Linked DNA regions of Oryctolagus cuniculus: region 1 is linked to region 2. The links are chromatin contacts, called in public Micro-C maps. All regions are on one chromosome and are shown on one strand. The core of a region is the stretch at or near the end of the contact, and the rest is flanking DNA. Distances in the headings are between cores, read along the strand shown.

Evidence for each region. Hi-C and Micro-C count contacts between places; a contact is called where the count stands out from the background.
Region 1: a contact with region 2 is called in a Micro-C map of ear pinna, with 5 times the contacts expected there. The contact joins the promoter of TSPYL1 here to the promoter of RWDD1 in region 2. A contact is called at or near these places in 2 of 6 Hi-C or Micro-C datasets (ear pinna and an unstated tissue).

The regions. Positions count from the first base shown.
Region 1 is chr5:54,881,180-54,887,738 of mOryCun1.1, forward strand. TSPYL1 (TSPY like 1) reads left to right here and starts at 3,541. Exons shown (of 1, transcript XM_002714728.5): 1 at 3,541-6,559. The coding sequence starts at 4,064. The coding sequence ends at 5,359.
Region 2 is chr5:54,486,633-54,492,643 of mOryCun1.1, forward strand. It overlaps RWDD1 (RWD domain containing 1), which reads right to left and starts at 1,344. Exons shown (of 7, transcript XM_008263401.4): 1 at 1,024-1,344. The coding sequence starts at 1,096.

The sequences.
Region 1 (6,559 bases), core at 2,291-4,790, 400 kb after region 2:
ACTAGGGGCTGACGCTATAGCATAGCAGGTAAAGTGGCGACTCCAGCATCCCATCTGGGTGCTATTTTGAGTCCCAGCTGCTCCATTTCTGATATAGCTCCCTGCTAATGACCTGGGCAAAGCAGTGGAAGTACATGAGCCCCTGCCTCCCATGGGGGACACCTAGAAGAAGCTCTTGGCTCATGGCTTCGGCCTGGCTCAGCTCTGGCCATTGCGACCATCTGGAGATTGAAACAGCAGATGGAAGATCTTCCTTTGTCTCCCCCTTTCTCTCTCAAATAAATAAATGAATAAATTTTTTTTTTGACAGGCGGAGAGGACAGTGAGAGAGAGAGACAGAGAGAAAGGTCTTCCTTTTTCCGTTGGTTCACCCCCCTAAGTGGCTGCTACGGCTGGTGTGTTGCGGCCGGCGCACTGCGCTGATCCGAAAAAGAAAAGGTTCAACTAACTTTTGTGTAATGAGGCATATGTTGATGCAACCAAAACTCACCCAGGTTGGATTAATTTTATACTGCTTCTGTAACTCCCTCTGCATTGAGATTTGGTACAAGTTGAATTCCTAAAACACTTCTTTCCAAGCAAAGACTCTGTCTTTAAAAACATAGCATGTACTACATGCTTTATCTTCTAAAATTCTTGTCCTTCAATGGACCTTGTCCTGACTACTTAATAAAAAGTAATCATAACTTAAGCTTTCCAAAAGAAGAGTTACAATCATTTGGATCTCCAATAGTATATTCATCTAATTTAAATCAGAAGAAATTAACTTTTCTCACTTTCCATTTACAAATATTCCATATCACAGCTTTTCAAATATGCCTAAAAGAAGAAATGGAAGAGTTCCTCCTAAGCCTCTTGACACTAGTAGGGGAAATTACATTTAGCAGAGTCCTGACTACATTTAAGTGCAACATCTACAATTGAGATCATTCCTAATATTACAGTAGAAGCACGAATTACATTTGTTTTTGTTTGTTTGTTTGTTTGACAGGCAGAGTGGACAGTGAGAGAGAGAGAGAGACAGAGAGAAAGGTCTTCCTTTTCTGTTGGTTCACCCCTCAATGGCTGCTGCGGCCGGCGCACCGCGCTGATCCAAAGCCAGGAGCCAGGTGCTTCCTCTTGGTCTCCCATGTGGGTGCAGGGCCCAGCACTTGGGCCATACTCCATTGCACTCCAGGGCCACAGCAGAGAGCTGGACTGGAAGAGGAACAACCGGGACAGAATCCAGCACCCTGACCAGGACTAGAACCTGGGGTGCTGGCGCCGCAGGTGGAGGATTAGCCTATTGAGCCGCAGCGCTGGCCACCAATTACATTTGTAAATATCATAATAACAACTATGACAAAGACATTTCTTATAGAACTGGCCAAAATCTGGTACTTTTTTCTGCTCAAAAGTAGAAAGGCAGGGGCTGGCACTGTTGGCATAGTGGGTTAAGTTGCCACCTGCCATACCGGCATCCCATATGGGTGTCGGTTCGAGTACCAACTGCTCCACTTCCCATCCTGCTCTGTTATGGCCTGGGAAAACAGTACAAGACGGCCCAAATCCTTGGGCCCCTGTGCCCATATGGGAGATCTGGAAGTAGCTCCTGGCTCCTGTTTTTGGATCGGTGCAGCTCTGGCTTTTGTGGCCATCTGGGGAGTGAACCAGTGGATGGAAGACTCTCTCTCTCTGCCTTTCCTTCTCTCTTTGTGTAACTCTGAATTTCAAATATCTTTGAAAGAATAAAAACAGAAAGGCAAAGTGTAATAAAAGTCTCCATTTTAGCTAACTTAAATTATTCAAGTTCCAAGGTAGAAGATGGTTTTACGGCAATTAAAAAAAAAAAAGAGGACTTGTAGAAAATTCAATTATTCATTCTTATCTATTCAAAAAGCAATTCCAGCCATGCAGCACAGAATCCATGTACATCTATTACAGAGAGAAATGAAGTAAGGACTAAGATCATTACTTTGGCTTATCTAGAAAGGAAAGAACTGGAAATACAGTACTGGTAGTTTGAGGCTTTGCTATGTAAACTCACCTAAATCTGTTGGTCTTCCCAGTTTATCATACAGTGTGATCACACAAATGTAAACTATTTATAAAATAAAAGTTTTCTTTGTGGTTTTTCTATGCTTTTAGAGGCTCTGACACACATGCAGAAATTAATTCTCCAAACCAGGACTGTGCCCAGTACAGTGGCCCTCCAGTATCCAGAGGTGGATAAGGACGAAAGCAGGGTGACAATCCAAAAGTCCCTTACTTCTCTTTTACAAGTACCAATTTGCAATCAGGAGAAACTGTATTCATTTTCTCCTTAATTTAACACAATCTATGGAATATTGTGCAAGACAGTGTGTTAGTTATTAGGTAAACAGAGGTAAATAAACCACAATCTTGTCCTCCTGCAGTTCAGTCTTCTCAAATATCTTTTGTGGTATGTTTGGGCTTCAACTTTGTCTGTGTATTGCCTAAGTACATTTTTGGTTTCAATATCCAAAGGATTTCAAGCAGTGATAAAGCATACTTAGTAGGCAAGACGTTAGGGGAAGCAATGGAGAAAGCTGAAGAGGCTGCTGTTAGAAACAACTTGAGGCATGAGTACATGCAACGAAATCTAACGCAAGGTGGATTTATTTCAGATTACTTCTGAAACAAACAACCATACACTTCATAGCTTAAAGTGACAATTTATTATCCGACTTCTTAAAATCAAGGTGTTGGGAGGACTGCACTCGTTTGGAGGCTCAAGGGTAGAATCTGTTTTCTTACCGTCCTACCTCCTAGAGGCTACCTCATTCCTAGGATCCTTGCTCCTTCCTCTATCTTCAAAACCAGCAGCATAATATTTTTCTCACTTTCCTCTGCTTTGGTCATCACATTTTCTCTGACACGCTGCCTCCTTTTTTATCTGGGCCATTGTAATTCCACAGGGCCCACCTGGACAATCTAGGATAATCTTCACTTGTGTAGATCATTAATTTAACCATACTTGGAAAGCTCCTTTTGCCACCTAGTAAGTTCTGAGGATCAGCACATGATCCTCTTTGGGGACCATCAGCCTATCATACAAGGCAAATCAGTACATAAAACTGCTTTTCACCTTAAGTCAATCAGCTGCATGTTGCATTCCACAAATTTGTTTTCTACATCAAAACCACCTGGATTATCCTCTTAACAACGGTGGTGAGTAGAGGCCCCAAGATAACACCACTTTCACTCACAAGTCAGCAAACTAAACCAAAGACATGACATCTGTTTCAAATGAACTCTCTTGGGTTGATTGCCATGAATAGGTATTTCATTGGATCCAAACTTGCCTATCTTACAGAACTAAACATGTTAATAAATCAAAGTTATGGCATTGTAAATAGCTATCATTCCCTCTAACAGTGAAGGGGCACGGAACAAGATTTAGCAAATAAAATTCTGATGTAATGCAGATTATAAATTGAAGACCAGCAGTAAATAATATGCATCACTTTGGTGTTAAAAAAAAAAAAAAACTGCTGAGGAGAGGGTAAAGGTCACGTCACTTCCACCTCAGGAAGGAGAAACATTTCACTATTCATCTGGTTAAAAATATTTTTGATCCCAACCAGACGGAGTAGTGGAATAGACTTACCTTTCTGCCTCAAAAAAACCCTGAAAACCACAAAAACATGTTTTCAGACACTGGACGGCACGCAGTGTGAGGACCGAAGTCCCTTGAATCACTCTGCCTATATGCTGGACGCGGTTTCCTGATGCATTGAAAGAAAAGTCGTCACTGCCGTCGGTCTTCGAGGACGACCTACATTTATTTACGTAAATATAATTGCCTTTCCAACCGGATAAACTCAGTAGCGAAACTAGGAAAATACGCTTGGCGGCAGGGAGCGGATGAGCCAATCCTCGGGCGCAGCGAGTTCTCGCGAGGCGGTGAGATCTACCGCCCTGACGTCACCGCCCCGGAGACGCCTGCGTGGGGAGGTTGGTGGGCGACAGCGCTGGTTGGGCGTGAGGGGGAGTGCATCTCTGAGCGCAGCGCTTGTGAGGAAAACAGACTCTGCCCTGCCGCTGGCTAACCGTTGCTGACATGAGCGGCCTGCATGGGGTCGAGAGCACCTCTCTCCCCCAGTCCCTCGGCCTTACTGTTCCCGAACATCCTCCTGGAGATCCGGACCAGAGCCTGAGGCTCAGCGAGGAAACCGAGGCGACGCAGGTGATGGCGGAGACGGGTGAGGGAAGTTTGGGGTCCGTTGCGCTCCCGCCGCCCCAGATTTTAGAGGAGGGGGACGCACCCCGGGATCCCGCGAGCTGTGGGCATGCTCCCCCGATCCGAGTCGTTGGGGGTCGCGGTCCCGTAGCGATCACGGCCGGGCGGGAAGAGGCTCCGCCTCCCTCAGAGAGACTGGGAGCAGCTTCTATGGTGGTGGCAACTCGCAGCAGGCTTGATGATGTCTTCCAGGGTGAGGAGAAGGCTCTCGAAAGCTGTGGCGCAGAGAGGTCGGAGTGTGAGGCGATGGTGGGGGCGAAGGCGGAGGAAGTGAAGATTGAAAAGTGTGCCTCCTTCTCAGAAGCCGCGGATGAGGAGAGGGCTGAGGTGGTGGAGACGGAAGGCGTGAAGGAGAAGCAGGTAGTGGCGGAGGAGATGGAGGTGGAGAAGCCAGCAGGTGAAGAAATAGAAGTGGTGGAGGAAAACGGAGTGGTAGAGGAGGTGAAGGAGGAGGCAGGGCCCTGGCATCTCAATGTGGTTCTGCGCATGAACCCCCTGGAGGCCATCCAACAGGAGCTGGACACTGTGAATGCTCAGGCTGACAGGGCCTTCCAACAGCTGGAGCAGAAGTTTGGGCGAATGCGTCGACACTACCTGGAGCGGAGAAACTACATCATTCAGAACATCCCGGGTTTCTGGATGACTGCCTTTCGGAACCATCCCCAGCTGTCCGGCATGATTAGGGGCCAAGATGCAGACATGTTAAGGTACATATCCAATTTGGAGGTGAAGGAACTCAGACACCCCCGAACTGGCTGCAAGTTCAAGTTCTTCTTTCGAAGAAATCCCTACTTCAGAAATAAGCTGATTGTCAAGGAATACGAGGTCCGATCCTCTGGGAGAGTAGTGTCTCTTTCTACGCCAATCATATGGCGCAGGGGACATGAACCCCAGTCCTTCATCCGTAGAAACCAAGACCTCATCTGCAGTTTCTTCACCTGGTTTTCAGACCACAGCCTTCCAGAATCTGACAGAATTGCTGAGATTATCAAAGAGGACTTGTGGCCAAATCCACTGCAGTACTACTTGTTGCGTGAAGGTGTTCGCAGAGCTAGACGTCGACCAATTAGGGAGCCAGTGGAGATCCCCAGGCCCTTTGGATTCCAGTCAGGTTAACCCTTACCCTTGGGAATGCTGCACAAGGTCTCTTACTATCTGCTGGACCTGTGCTGGGGTAACAGTGATGGGTCTGTCTTGTTGACCTTTCTTCACCCTGTCTTCTGCTGGATATTCCCTCCTCTAAACCTCAAACTTGAGACCATCATGGGCATGCTGCTTTACTTCCACATGACCTTCATGCTGTTCTGCATTAATAACACGTGCTGCATGGCTATGGTTCACACCACTGCAAAGCCAAGCAAATGATGGCTGTAGATTGCACTGTCTTTATCTACACTGCTTACACTCTGTTCCCAGGGCCTTTGTTCTGGTTACTACCACCTGCATTTCTAGGTTGGTTTGGAAGCCCATTCTACATATCCTCTGCATCCAGCATTACAGGCTCATGGTCTGTGGACAATTACTGGGGCTTAATGATATCATGGGAGAGCAGCAGGGGCCCACTCATTCCATATGATTTATGTTTCGCAATCACTCTTTCTGTAGCACTGATTATCTCGTAACACTACCTGTTACTATGCCTGTCCCCCTGGCTGCTGCCAAGATCCCTCTATCCCTCTTTCCCCCCTTCATTCCATTTCTTACAAACAAAACAAAACACTGATAGAAGCATCTGCAAAAAAAAAGGCTTTTTAGTTTACTTCGGCTTTGTTGTTGCTCAAGAGAATTTACTCTGTAAAGTTGTTAGTTGTTAGGGCTTTTTTTGCCCTCTCAGCTGTCCTCTCAGCTCCCCAACCCTTTTAGCAAATCCTGGAGGGCTCAAAGGAAGACAAATCTAAAAGGAATGAAAGGTGAGATCTGGTTTATAATGGATGGAAGAACTAAAGAAATTATGATGGGTGCATATTTAGGGAAAACTACATAAAAGGGCAGAGGCATCAATGAACCAGGTAAAATTGGGCCAAGAATGAGGACTTGGCTGATAGAGCCTTTTAGGAAAGGGTATTCAATCTGTTAGTGGTGATGGGAAGAATAATATGTTTCTTAGGATGGAAATAGAATTGAAGGGGGTGGTTCTATAAAAATGCTGCCTAAACAATGATTATTTAAAGAAGTGCAGTGCAACTTTACATGCTTTCTCTTTTGTTTTTTATGTGACCTGATGTACGTGGAAGAATAGTACTGTACCTTTGTTGCACTCATATTTAGTCTTGTTATTTTCTGTTTCTGCTTGGGAAATTGAGCTGTACTGACTTT
Region 2 (6,011 bases), core at 94-2,593:
ACAAAGATGGACTACACTCAAAGGAGGGGAGGGGAACCTACATCCTACAAAGCTAAGGTCTACACACTCATATAGGATTTACTAGACTGCTTCTTAAATCTCAGATAAGTGACACGAATACAGTTATCATATAGCATTTTCAGAATCACTTGAAGCATGTTTAACATAGAAAAATCTTAAAAATACACCTGATGAACTTCTCATTAATGTTTTACGTTAGACAGCCCAATCCACCAAGTAATCAGGTCCTTGCCATCTCAGCTGGGACAGGAGCGCAAGTCCCCCCTCTCTGGGAGGTGAAAGAAGAGGAAAGATTTCCGGACCTAACTCCCAGTGCTAGTCCCGCTGGAAGACCCAGAACAGCCGCTTACTTTTCCTGAGCCTCCATTCCCTTGCTGGTAGCGGGGGGCGTCACAGGCCAGGAGACATCTACTCTCCCTTCCAGGTTACCAAGGGATGAATCCACAGTGGAACTGAAATGTGGGCCACACCATTCAACAGGCACTCTGCAGAATGCTAGAATATCTATTTTAAAAAAAAAAAAACCAGAAAGCCGACAGACTTCAGGGACCACGCGATTCCCAAAATTGATTCTGGGGAACTGCGAAGCGCACACACAAACTTTAAAACACCATCGCATGAAAAACAGCGCCTACTTCAATAAAGGGGACTACGTGGAAACGAACACCCTTGCGGTGCCTGGAAAACTGATCCAGGGGCACCGTCTTTTCGTGGATTCCACCAAATCTGAGGTTGCCGAGGGTTACACAACAACGCAAGTGTTCGGGACTCAAATCCAGGCCTGACACCCTGCGGACCTCACCGGTGTCACCCGGACTTTCACACTGCAGGGAACCCACGGGGAGGGCGAAACAGTCGTTGAGTTACTGATAACTGAAGAACTTGGAGAGAGCGGCGGGCGAGGCGACCGCACCACCTCGCCGCCCCTTTCTCCTCCCCAGCCCGGGAGGCCCAGGGCTGCCCGCCCTCACTCCACCTCGGGATCCCGGCCGCGAAAGTCACCTGTGAAGGAGTCAGGGTAGATGGATTCCAGGGCCTCCAGCTCGTTACGCTGTTCCTCGCCGTAATCTGTCATCCTGGCTCTCGCGGCGTCCGCCCATGGATCTCGCAGACACCCAGGCGGCGCGCTGCAGGCGAGAGCGCGGCCGAGCAGGGAGGGCAGGCGGCCGTCGGGCGAGCGCAGGCGCAGAGCCCCAGCCGGGGAGGCCTGGGGCCCACAGCCAGGCCGGGCCAGCTGAGATACCCGCCCAGAGCCGGCCTCCGTTTGCTCCCCAAATCGGCGTTCGATTTAATCTGCCTACTCCGGAAGGGCGCCGCTTTGCCGCCTGCCTCACGTCAGCTCGGGGTTTGCTGGGACTTTGGACCTTCCGGTCAGGCATTCGCCAAGAACAGCCAGGGCCGGCTCCTGGGTGTAGTAGGGCCGGAGCGTGAAAAGCCCCTGAGCCCGGCGTCCTCGCTCGATGCGTCCGGGCTGGCGGCCGGCCTCGCGCGCCTGGGCGGGGCGGTGAGGCGAGTGCCGGAAAAGGGAGTCGTAGGCGGCGAGCCCTGTGGTGTCTGCTGGTGGTGGGGTTCGCGTGTGTTGGGGCTTTTCTTGGACTGCACGTTGCCCGACAGCCCACGGGAGTTGGGCGAGCGGCAGGGGCCAGTGTAGGAGCTGCTGAGCCAGGCTGTGTGTCCGCGCCGGGCGAGTCCGGAGGGTGGGCCCCTGGGCTAAGTCGAGGGGAACCGGAGAAAGCTGCTCCTGGGCCCGAGGTCTCCAGCCTGCCTTTTGTGAAGTCAGCGCCACTGAACGTAGACCTAAAATATCTGATTATTTCTGTGAGTCCATGAAGGAGATGTAGATGTCAGTAAATTTTGATATGCGTTCGGTACCTTGGACTTGGTGATAATCACTTCTCAGAACAAACAGTGTAAATAACATGCAAAGTAGATGCATACACAAAATGTATGCATTTAAGACACATACGAAAATAAAGTATTTGCGTCTGTCATCTGTTCACTGAAGGAATTGCAAAGATTGTCAGAGAACCATAATGGCAAAAGCTAAGAATGTGGCTAAATAAGCAATACGTTTTAGACTAATTTTTTTTTAAAAGATTTATTTACTTGAAAGAGATACAGAGAGAGGGCGAGAGACAGAGAAATCTTCCATCCACTGGTTCACTCCCCAAATGGCCACAGCAATCAGCAATGGGCCAGATTAAAGCCAGGCGCTTCTCCGGGTCTCCCACGTGGATGCAAGGGCCTAAGCACTTGGGCCATCTGCTGCTGCTTTCCCAGGTGCAGTAACAGGGAGCTGGATCGGATGTGGACCAGCCAGGTCTCCAAACAGTGCCTATATAGGATCCCAGGGATGCAGGAAGTGACTATACCTGCTACATCACAATGCAGGCCCCAAAAGGCCCCAGATGAACATTTTTTGAACTTTTTAGGTTTGTACTTTTGTTTATAAAAAAGGAACCTATGTTTGTTACATTATGATGTTAAGTCAAAAAAATTTTTGTTTTCTGTATTAAAGCTGGTTTCACTCATTTAATATGGGAAACACTTTTCAAATAAAATGCTCCTTAATCATGAAAGCTCTAGGGGCCGGCGGCGTTGTGACACAGAGGATTAAGCAGCCGCCTGTGGCTCCTGCATCCCTTTGTTTTACATCAGATCACTGTAATGTTGAAACAAAAGAGTGATAATCTGACCCTATTTTCATACTTTTGGGACAACACTGGTTATTGTGATGAAAATTTACTTAAGGGAGACAGAATCTGGAAGTGTAGAGACTAAATATAGGAATAATTTGTGCAAAAGAATGGTGATGTGGACTGGAGCAGCAATAATAGTAGTGAAGTAGTCATCGAATTTTGAATATATTTTAAAGAGAGAGAGCTGTTAGGATTTGATATAGGTTGTAAAAAAGAGAGCAATTAGGTGGTGAATTTCAGTAACACCATCCGGGAATTTTTTTTTTTTAAGATTTATTTATTTGAGAGGCAGAGTTACAGTCAGAGAGGCAGAGACAGAGAGAGGTAGAGAGGTTCATCCTCTGGTTCACTCTCCAAATGGTCATAATGGCGGAGCTGGGCCAATCCAAAGCTAGGAGTCAGGAGCTTCTCCCAGGTCTCCCATGTGGGTTCAGGGGTCCAAGCATTTGGGCCATCTTCCACTGCTTTCCCAGGCCATCAGCAGGGCTCTGGATCAGAAGTGTAGCAGCCGAGACTCGGGGTGCTAGTGCCACAAGTGGGAGGCTTAACCTACTGAGCCACAGCTCCGGCCCCTGGGCATCTTTTTAATTTGCCTTTTGTATTTATTTGAGAGGTAAGAAGACAGAGCTCCCATCTGCTGGTTCACTCCTCAAAGGCCTGCAAGGGCCCCAGCTGCAGCTGAAGCCAGGAGCCAGGAACTCAATCCAGGTCTCCCCCATGAGTGGAAGAAGCCCATTGACTTGAGCCATCACCACTGCCGCTCAGGATGTGTTACTAGGAAGCTGGAGTGAGGAGCCAGAGCCGGGTATGGAACTCAGGTACTCTGATATGAGACACTGGTATCTTAACCAGAGTTTTAACCTCCAGGCTGAACCCTGCCCGAATAACTTCTGGTTTAACACCTCATTTGTACCCTTTTCTGGCCATCTATGCTGATGCAAAACAGCAATGGAAGTGATCCTGTTACTGTGTAAATCAGATCTTGTCACTCCTTTGCTCATAATTCCTCCCCTCCTAACTCCAATCTCAGATGAGAGGCCCATGTCTTTACAATGCAGGCCCTGTAGACTCTGGCTCCTAAACCTCAGGACCTGCAGCTCCTGTTCCCTGTCTGACATTTTCTCTCCCTCTCTGATGCCTGTTCTCTGCTCCAGCCACAGTGTCTTTCCCATTCCTCAAAAATGCAAAGCAAATTCTCCTCCTAAGGTCTTTGCATAGGCTGTCCCCTCTACCTAGAATGCTCTTACCATACTCACATGGTTCATTCCTCATATCCTTCAAGACTTTCATCAGATGTCACTTTTTCAATGAGGCTACACAACCCTATTTAAAATTTAGAATTACAAATAATTCTCAGTACTCCCCATCCCCTTTACCCTAGCCTATTTTTCCACTGTAGCATTATACTAGAAATAGTTATATGTATGCTGTCTCTCCCTCTTGTAGAATTTAAGTGCTGTGAGGGCAAGGATCATTGTCACAGTTGTATTTTAGCTTAGATGGTAATCCCTAAAGCAGAGTAGGTACCTAGAAAATACTCACTTGCTGAATGAATGAATGAATGTAAAAGTACTGGATTCGAGGTTTTTAATACAAGGTTGTAGGTCTGTTTTGCAATTAATTTACAATATAGATTTGAGTAACAACTTTCTTGGGTCCCAGCTTTCCCATTTATATATTCAAGAAATTGTGTAAAAATGATTTCTGAGATTGTTTCCAGATATAAAAGCCTGTGGTTCTTCGAGATCACACTTATATTGGAAACAGTTTTATGGAACTAGACTTTAAAGTTAGCAGTTAATTTCTCTGACCCAAGGTGTTAGAGCCAAAGGAATATTTCCATGAGTGGAGTTGCCACTCTTAACAGCCTTGATATTAATGTTGAATCATATAACAAGTGGGTCCTCAATTCTGAGCAAAAACAAAGGAAGGCCAACACAAATTTTAAGTGGGGACATTTCCAATATTATCTTGCATTTAAGGACAAAGTATGAAGTGAGCAGGCAAGAAACAGTGTATACATGTTTCTTTTCTCCCATTTTGGCCATTTTGATCTTCCCTTTGACTTTCCTTTCTCCATCTTTTTGTCTGTCTGTCTCTCTAGCCTCTGCTTTAGAATAAAAGGAACTGGTTGGAGACGAAAGAGAAAATGAAGGAGCAAGGGAGGTTTGGAAGAGGATAGGGTTAGTGAAATGCAGTATAAGTTACTTAAAATGTATGGGGGGAAATGAATATGAGAATTAAAATTAAAAATTAAAATGTAAGTCACCAATTTGGGAAAATATGGTAAAGGGTTAAGTCAGAGCTTCTTCTAAGATATGTATGATTCCAATGGCAAATATTTTTTGTGAGGTCATTTCTAAATGAACTATTTTACTTCATTAAGAATGCTTTTTAAAAAAAATCCTAGTGTAATAAAAAAGATTTAGAATAGACTTAATAAAGTAGTTATGCATTTGCTTATTGTTAATCAGTGTGCATAAAGATTCTCTGTAAGATTCATGCAGTCTTTCTTCACATTCAAGTTAAGAATCATCTCTTCATGTTCTTTGTTGTCAAATGCACTATTGCTGTTTAATTTTGTACCTCTCACCATCATTTAAAAAATAGCAACACTGTTATACACAATATCATGGCTCTGTGATTTCTATTGGAATAATATAATTCTGGCTTCCATGGTACTCTAATAAGGACCCTCCAGCTCTGGAGCTATATATATGGGAGTTGGCAGCTCTGATTGGGGCACCCAGGACTCCCCATGCTGGGGGAAGACCATCAGAGAGCTTTGGAAGGGAAGAAATGCCCCACCCCTGCACTTCCCAGAAAGTATCTGAGAAGGAGCTCAAAAGCCAGGCACTCCAATGGGGGACAGTGTGAAATTACACACTAAATTATTATTCTAGCTCTGCCAGTAATGGCTTAGGTGGTTTTTGCATTTGGTTTTATCTTCCCTACAAAATATAAACCTTTCTCATCGGACCTCATAAGTTCTGCCACATTATCATTGGACTAAACATACTATTTTAGAGGCATCTTTATCAAATTCAAATCACTTTAAGGTGAAAGAATGACAAGCATAAGCTTATCTAATAGGCCTGCTACTCTGAATTTATGAAATCTATAAATTAGTAAAGCACACATAAACCCAGTTTCCTATTTTGTTTGTTTTGACATTTGCTTTTCCACATCTTAAATGCTGAAAAATATCTACATCAGTGTTGTGCAGCGGATTAACCTGCTGCCTATGACTCCAGCATCCCATATGAGTACCTATTTGAGTCCTAGCTGCTC